2 separate regions of the Sus scrofa genome follow, and region 2 is linked to region 1. A link is a contact called in public HiChIP or PLAC-seq data. All regions are on one chromosome and are shown on one strand. The core of a region is the stretch at or near the end of the contact, and the rest is flanking DNA. Distances in the headings are between cores, read along the strand shown.

The links. HiChIP or PLAC-seq counts read pairs in DNA pulled down with a chosen protein or histone mark.
Region 2: an H3K27ac HiChIP or PLAC-seq map of alveolar macrophages shows a contact between it and region 1. The contact joins the promoter of FYTTD1 here to the enhancer-like site in region 1. A contact is called at or near these places in 1 of 5 promoter capture datasets (liver), 26 of 47 Hi-C or Micro-C datasets (adipocytes, alveolar macrophages, blood and 14 more) and 2 of 2 datasets of contacts at active chromatin or transcription factors (alveolar macrophages and skeletal muscle).

What each region holds. Positions count from the first base shown.
Region 1 is chr13:134,316,658-134,320,407 of Sscrofa11.1, reverse strand. RUBCN (run domain Beclin-1 interacting and cystein-rich containing protein) reads left to right here. Exons shown (of 20, transcript NM_001244715.1): 9 at 476-591; 10 at 1,271-1,478; 11 at 1,977-2,078. Among named protein-coding and RNA genes, the nearest start is that of RUBCN, 35 kb to the left of the region's middle. Within about 2 kb of position 1,862, at least 4 of the 83 cell types and tissues checked have an H3K27ac peak or open chromatin away from gene starts, as enhancers often do. A contact at or near this core is called in alveolar macrophages and subcutaneous adipose tissue, where this site is marked.
Region 2 is chr13:134,361,911-134,365,660 of Sscrofa11.1, reverse strand. FYTTD1 (UAP56-interacting factor) reads right to left here and starts at 2,015. Exons shown (of 9, transcript XM_003358772.4): 1 at 1,777-2,015. The coding sequence starts at 1,879. It also overlaps a transcript of RUBCN not described here.

The DNA.
Region 1 (3,750 bases), core at 613-3,112:
ACGGTGTACGTCTGGTGAGCCAGGTGGAATGGTTCTCTGAGCGGGTGAGAGGGACTTTGAAGAGAGGCCTTTGAGTGACTGGGCTTAATTACCAGAAGATAAGCTCCACGTGGACATCATCCACGGGATGAAGCCGTTTGTTTCTTTGTCTGACTCTCAGCACAGGTTGTTTATTTTTGTTTTTGTGGGGTAGGAGGACAAGTATGTCATCTTTAAATTTTGGTGGTCAAAGGATTGTCTCCAGGCTCTCTTCCATTTATTCTACCATTCTCTAAACTTAGGGGCTTAGTGTTCTGGGATTCTGAGATTCAGAGAAATTCCTTTAGAAAATACACACCTTTCCAACCTGTTATCTGGAAGGACCCGGGAGCATCTTTGGTGTTAAAATCATCAGGCTTTTCAGAGAGGCTTGGCTGTAAAGAAGATTTGCTTTTCACATCAGGGCTTTTTATATCCACGTTCCCTTTTCCCTCAGAGGGCAGTCAGTACCTGGGCTCGGGGGAAGGCATGTTCAGAAGACCATCAGAAGGACAGTCCCTCATCAGCTACCTCTCTGAGCAAGACTTTGGCAGCTGTGCAGACCTTGAAAAGGTGAGGACTCTAAGGAGCACCTGAAAAGCCCAGGAGTTGGGAAATCTGGCCCGAGGCACTCTGCTGCTGCTGTTATAAAGAGGTTTTGGGTGCACTGCAGGAACCTTGGGTGTAGACTTCAGGTAAAGATAAGTCACAGTAAAGATAAGCTCAACAAGTTCCATCTCTGAAAACCTCTTCGGGGAGTCTGTGTACCTCCTTGAGACCCAAAATACTACATTATTGTCTTAAAAACTACTTTGATCAGAGGAACATTAAATTTTAGTCGCATGATTATTGATTTCTTGATCCTGGAAGCTTAGCTGAAGACTTTCTCTAGAATCAGCTTCTATATTTTGTTCTAAGGCTCAGATATGTAATAAATAATGTCCCTGTAGCATTTTCAAGCTTATAAAGCATGTCACATTTACCTTAGCACTTTCTCTAAAGTGTATGGCTTTAGGAAAGATTTGACATCTTTGCTGTCATATTTTTTATGGAAAGTGGGACATGATGGCCAGGTGTGGGCAGATAGAAGAGCAGAGAGAATGTAGAATAGGTTTTCTGGCCATCACTTTTCCTTATGGCAGAAGTGTGCCTTTGCACTGGGTGTTTCAAGTAACAGCAGTGCACATCTTGGAAGCCACTTTGCAACAGTACAATTGGTCAGGCGCCCCTTTTTCGTGCTCTCTTTCCCCAGGAGAATGCCCACTTCAGTATCTCAGAGTCTTTGATTGCTGCCATTGAGCTGATGAAGTGCAACATGATGAGCCAGTGCCTAGAGGAGGAGGAAGGGGAGGAGGACAGTGACAGGGAGATCCAGGAACTGAAGCAGAAGATCCGCCTTCGTCGCCAGGAGATCCGCACCAAGAATCTGCTCCCTGTGTACCAGGAGACTGAGCACGGAAGTGAGTGGGGTCGCTTCTTCAGGGCTTCAGGATAAGACTTGGTACCTTGTGGGCTTTCTTTTTTGTCTTCATATGAGATGCTATACCCAAGCCAAGAGTTCCTTAGAAAGATTTTCTGTGTTCTAATTTTTTTTGTTGTCTACCAGACCGGAGTCCTAGAGCTCGAATTTATTTCCTACCTCAGAAATATCTGCCAAAAACTAGATTTCTGATAGGAGGAGAACTAAGGCCACTGGTCCCAGATTCATTTCCCAGAGATACTTCCCACTTCCCAGAAATACTTTCTGTTTATATGAAACTTGCATAAGGATCAAACGAGAAGAGGCTCTAGCCAGAAGAGCTAGTTTCTATTTCCCCACTGTAACTCCCAGCCAAGTATCCTGTTTCCTTCTCTGTGAAAATGATACCAGGTCCCTTTTGTTTTGACCCTGGAAAGAGTAGGAGACCTCTTTCTGTCCTGTTTATTACCTTCTTTTTTTTTTTTTTTTAACATAACAGGCTTTCGCGTCACTTCCAGCAGCTCCCAGTTCAGTTCACGTGATTCAGCACAGTTCTCTGACTCTGGTTCTGCTGATGAAGTTGATGAATTTGAAATCGAAGGTACGAATTAACACTTTGTTTCAAGGGAGCCTTCATTAGCTGTTTCTTGCAATTATGAATCATAGTCCGAGAAGCTTTTCCTAAGTAAGGAATGTTATAGGGTTCTTTATGGAATGTTGTCACCTGTTGTAAAGGATAACTTCTCCTGCTAAAAACAAAACCCATTTAAAATTTAAGCAGAGAAGTTCCCATTGTGGCTCAGTGGTAATGAACCCAACTAGTATCCATGAGGACGTGGGTTCAAGCCCTGGCCTGCTCAGTGGGTTAGGGATCTGACGTTGCTGTGAGCTGTGGTATAGGTCACAGATGCAACTCTGATCCTGTGTTGCTGTGGCTGTGGTATAGGCCAGCATCTGCAGCTCCAATTAGACCCCTGGCCTGGGAACTTCCATATGCCACGGGTTTGGCCCTAAAATGACAAAAAAATAAAATAAAATAAAATTTAAACAAAAAAGAACACTGAAAGGAAGTGTTCCAGTGGTGTGGGCTGGCTGTTGATGTCACCCTGATGCTTCTTCCTCAGTGGCACCTTTCTCTCAGATTCTCACTTTCATTCCTCTTGCTGATAGCCTAGAGCTAGCCTATACCTACATGAAATTAAAATCCTCTTCTCTTGTGTCCCATAACACAACTGACATTGTTTCAAAGTGTTTAAAAAGAAGCATTATTATAATGCTAAGAAAAAAGGACAAAGAGTCCCTGGGTGGAAAAATGAAAAAGGGAGGAAAAATCAAGTTTACAAAGTAGAGCTTTATTTTCTTTCCTACCAGTGCTAACTTGCTTAATGGAATGACAGACTCTTGTTGTGAACATCTGCCTAGAGAAGTGGAGGGGCTCTTGGAAGGCAGTTGTGTTAAATCAGGTTAACCCATGGTTAATGGGTTAATCCATTACTGAAAATCATAGATTTCTTCAGCTTCCAATCAGTGCAACCAAAAATGAGGAGATGGAAAACCCAGCAAACAGTTCAGGAGTATAAGCTCTTCCCCCATGAGTGGAACCAAGAGTAATTTTCTTACAGAGGAGAATTGTATCTATAGTTCTCCACTGTAACATGATGACAAATACATCTCTTATTGCAGGAGGCTCTGACTTCCTGTTTATACCAGTCTGGAGAATCCATTCAACTCAGGCTGTGGTGGCTGGGTTTCTTTCCTGTTCAGAAATACAATTTTTTTTTTTTTGTCTTTCTAGGGCCACACCCAAGGCATATGGAGGTTCCCAGGCTAGAGGTCGAGTGGAGCTGTAGCCGCCGGCCTACACCATAGCCACAGCAGCACCAAATCCGAGTCAAGTCTGCAGCCTACACCACAGCACATGGCAACGCAAGATCCTTAACCCACTGAGCAAGGCCAGGGATCAAACTTGTGTCCTCATAGATGCTCGTCAGATTCGTTTCTGCTGAGCTATGAAGGGAACTCCCAGAAACAGTTTTTACACATATTTTCCCAGGTCTCCAGGAAGTTTTTCTTCTGTGTTCTTAGAACCTTCTGATTTTCTTTTCATAACACTAATAGTCACTTAAAACTCCATTTTTCCTTTAGGTGTGATTTTCCAACAATTCTTTAGTTCCCTGACACCATCTTAGTGTCCTACAATTCACTTCTGACTCTAACTCCTGGAGTTAGCACAGAACCCACAGGTTAAGGGGTCAGTCCCATGAAACTGCTCC
Region 2 (3,750 bases), core at 766-3,265, 45 kb before region 1:
TATGGGGGGAAGAGAGTGTATGTATGTAAATATAGTGTTTATTTTGTACCAGGTACTGTTCTGGGCAGTTTATACATGCCTATTGACTCATTCAATACAGCAACCCTTGGAGGTAGATTAGCACTATTATTATCATCACCTTTTTAGAGATGAGGCACTGAGAAGTAATTTGCCCAAGACTACTACGTTCCTACTAAGTGGCAGAGGCAGAATTTGAACTGAATGTGATTTTTTTTTCATCAGGAGTATATACCTCATAGGGTTATCATGGGACTTAGTCAACACATATAAAATGCTTATTCCACTGCCTGACAAGGAGTAAGGACTCAATAAAGATTTGTACCACACACACACACACACACATTTGTCTTTTGTTTTTTTTTTAGGGCTGCATGTACAGCATATGGAGGTTCCCAGGCTAGGGGTCAAATCGGAGCTGTAGCCGCCATCCTACACCACAGCTCGCCATCCTACACCACAGCTCACGGCAAGGCCGGATCCTTAACCCACTGAGCAGGAATCGAACCCGCGTCCTAGTGGATGCTAGTCGGGTTCGTTAACCACTGAGCCACGACGGGAACTTCTCGTATTATATTTTTTTCTTGACCTTAGTTCAATAGATTTCTCATTTCTTCGGAGGTCTTTAGGAATAGGCAAGACTTAAGGTCAAACCTATGATTTCTGATGATTTGCTTGATTTACACATTGGGTTCTAACTTGTGGCAATCATAGAAACCAAGAGTTCTTGACTTTTGACCAAGAACTATGCAGAAAAACCACAAAAGAAAAGAAAAGAAAAATACCGCCCTTGGAAAAGCCGGGTACTTTTCAAATATCCGACAAACCGACAAACTGGAGGCCACAGAAAGGGCAGGCAAAGCTAATACATCAAATCCATAACCTAAATTCCGACAAAAACGGAATTACTTTAAAACCAAGTAAGCAAACACAGAAGACCGATGCCTCAATAGTGTTAGGTCTAAATTTTTAATTGAATCGCCAGTCTTCCTACTTTTCACCTAATCACCACCAAACCACCCCACTTTTCTAGATTCTACGCTTTATCTGGTTTCCCCAACCCTGGTTTTCGTTTCGTTCTGCGCTAACGTGCTAACTTGGAGGCCTGGCTGGGGAGAATGCGCTCTTCTAGGCACTACCTAATACCCCACCTGAAGGCCTTCCTAACGATCGTTCCTTTCCGTCAAAGCGCCCGTCAGAAACGGCCAAATCTCGGGGCGTCTTTACGCTTCTATTTGGCGCCAGGCCGTAGGCCCGGGCGCAGAAAACGCCCAACCAGCCCATCGCTGGAAGCACGGATTTAACCGAATCAGCCGGGCTCTCGAGGAGCTTTCCTCAGAAAGGATGGCTCCGTCGGACCCCTGCCTTCGCCCCCCCGCTAATGCCCACAGTGCACAAGCCTGAGGTGAAACCTGCCGGTTTCCCTCACAAAGAGCCGGGGTCACCCGCGAGTGGTAGCGCCCCGCCGGGGCGAAGAGGGTCCGCCCCCCTCGACGTTCCCAAGCTCCGGGCCCGAAGCGCCCCCGCCCCCTTCAGACACATCTCCGCCGAAGGGACACTCCACCCCCAGGCCCTCAGGCCCGACCCCAACACCAGCGAACGCTCGCCGGGTTCCCCATCAGCCCTTCCTTGGTTCCGCCCACCCGCAAGAAAACTCGATCTACAACTGCGGCCGACCGCCCCTTCCCCCACCAACCGCGGTACTTGGATCCACCCACACCTCCTCCCGCTCCAACAAGGTCCGACTCGGCTCCTCACCCAAAGACATATCAATTTTGTCGAGGTTTTCATTGCTGCGGGCTTTCGGCGGCGGTGGCGGGGTCGCCGCGGCCCCCATTAACCGGGTACCAAACCGGTTCATGGTTAGAGACGTCGCGTAGGAGCAGTCAGCGGAGAAGGCCAGAGGCTGAGGCCTGTCACCTCCCACTCACGCACGCACGCAGACTAGCTGCACCGAGGGAGTGCGCACGCGTGCCGCCGGCGTCCTCCCCTCCCACCAGCGGCCGAGGGCTGGGGGAGGAACCACAGAGATGAGTGGCGGGCGAGAGCGGCCCCTTCCACGCGACTCGCGCCTAGCGGCTCTTGCTGGAGGGGAGGAAACCTTGCAGCCGCTGCGGTGGCCACTAGCCAGCCAGCTGTTTCGGCAGTTCGCCGTGCTACCCAAATTATGTTGGACCCTGAGCGCCTCAGAATCACATGCCTTAAATGAGATCATGTTCCTCTGTGCCCTTCGAGTCCTTCCTGCTACAGAAATGCCCTCTAAGCTTTGGTACACACGAATGTTCACAACCCACTGCAATGCAGCCTCGGAGGCAAAACAGACCCTGCGAGTGTGGGTGGCAGAACTGCGTTCTAGCTCCCCTCTCCCTGGCCAGCTCTTCTACCTGCAGCTTGTGGAGTCGCCACGTCTGGACACAAAGCAAAGACTGCACTGATAATTCTTGCGTCACCACACTAATAAAAGTAAATGCTAACGTTTCCCATATCTGTACCACTTCTCAGCTGGCACTCTCAAAACATTTTGCATGGTACTGGCTATCTTAATAAGACCTCACCTTCCTTTGGGAGAGGGGTAAGTACTTCTGTTTATTTGGCTGCGTTTTTCTCTAATTCATTTGCGTTGAGAATTGATAGGAAGATTCTTTTTTTTCCCCCTAATCATCTCTTTAGGAAAATTTCTTAATATTTGATGAATTCCTGCATAACAACTTTTTCCTCCTATTGACAAAACGTGATATTCCCTCTCTTTTTACCTCCTTCTCCTCTAAAGTAACCCTGCTTGTGTGGACGTATTTTGGTTATATCATCCTCAGAGGAGCTTAAATATCTAAGACATTTGCATCTTGGGAAAAAATCAGGGTCAAGTATTCTGGTCATTTAGGAATCTCTGCAACCTTCCCCCTCTCCACTTCCTAAAATTTCTTTTTGCATAGAAATGAACCAGTGACCTAAAGTATCTCAAACCCACAATAGGCTGTACTTATTTTTCGCCCAAGACTCAAATACACCATAAGAGAAGCGTGAATCAGCTGAAGGGGCACCTTTGAAGGGGTACAAGACACTTAAATGGGAGAGGAATGTTTGGACTCAAAAAGACCCAAGAACAATATTCAGCATGTCAAGGAGAGTAGCGTGTATGCTCTTAGCACAATGTGCTTGATTTTACTACTATTCCACTCTGTAGTTGCCACCCCTCTCCCTACTGTTAAAAACTAGGGAACTGGATTGTATAGATGTACAAGAGAGACCTTGGTTTTATTAAGTGGTACCTTTTTACTCAATTGAGCTATTCACCTTGTGAACTTGGGAGAGTGTCTGGGCCTCCTACTCATCTTCAAAGCAAGTAGTTAAACTAAATATATGTTATACTTAATTATTTCTAAGATTCCTTACAGATCTAAAATCTTTTAGGCAAAAGACATTTTTCTCCTTGCTGTCCTTCTCTCACTAGAAATAACTTCTGCAATCTCTACTTCTTTGTGGGAGCAAACTACAGGGAGGAATGTTGGGTTTTCTTAATTTTGTAAAAGGAAGAAAATTAATGCATTTAGAGTTTGGATACTATTTGTTCTATAGGCAGCTTAAAACAGGTAATAAGAATCCCAAATGGATAAAATCCTCCCCATATCAATTTATAAAGATTCCCTTTTATCCTGGTCATCTTCCCAAAACTGAAGCTCCATACCAAATCTCCTTAGCTCTAAAGGTTGTACTCCCCAGTGTTTCATGAAG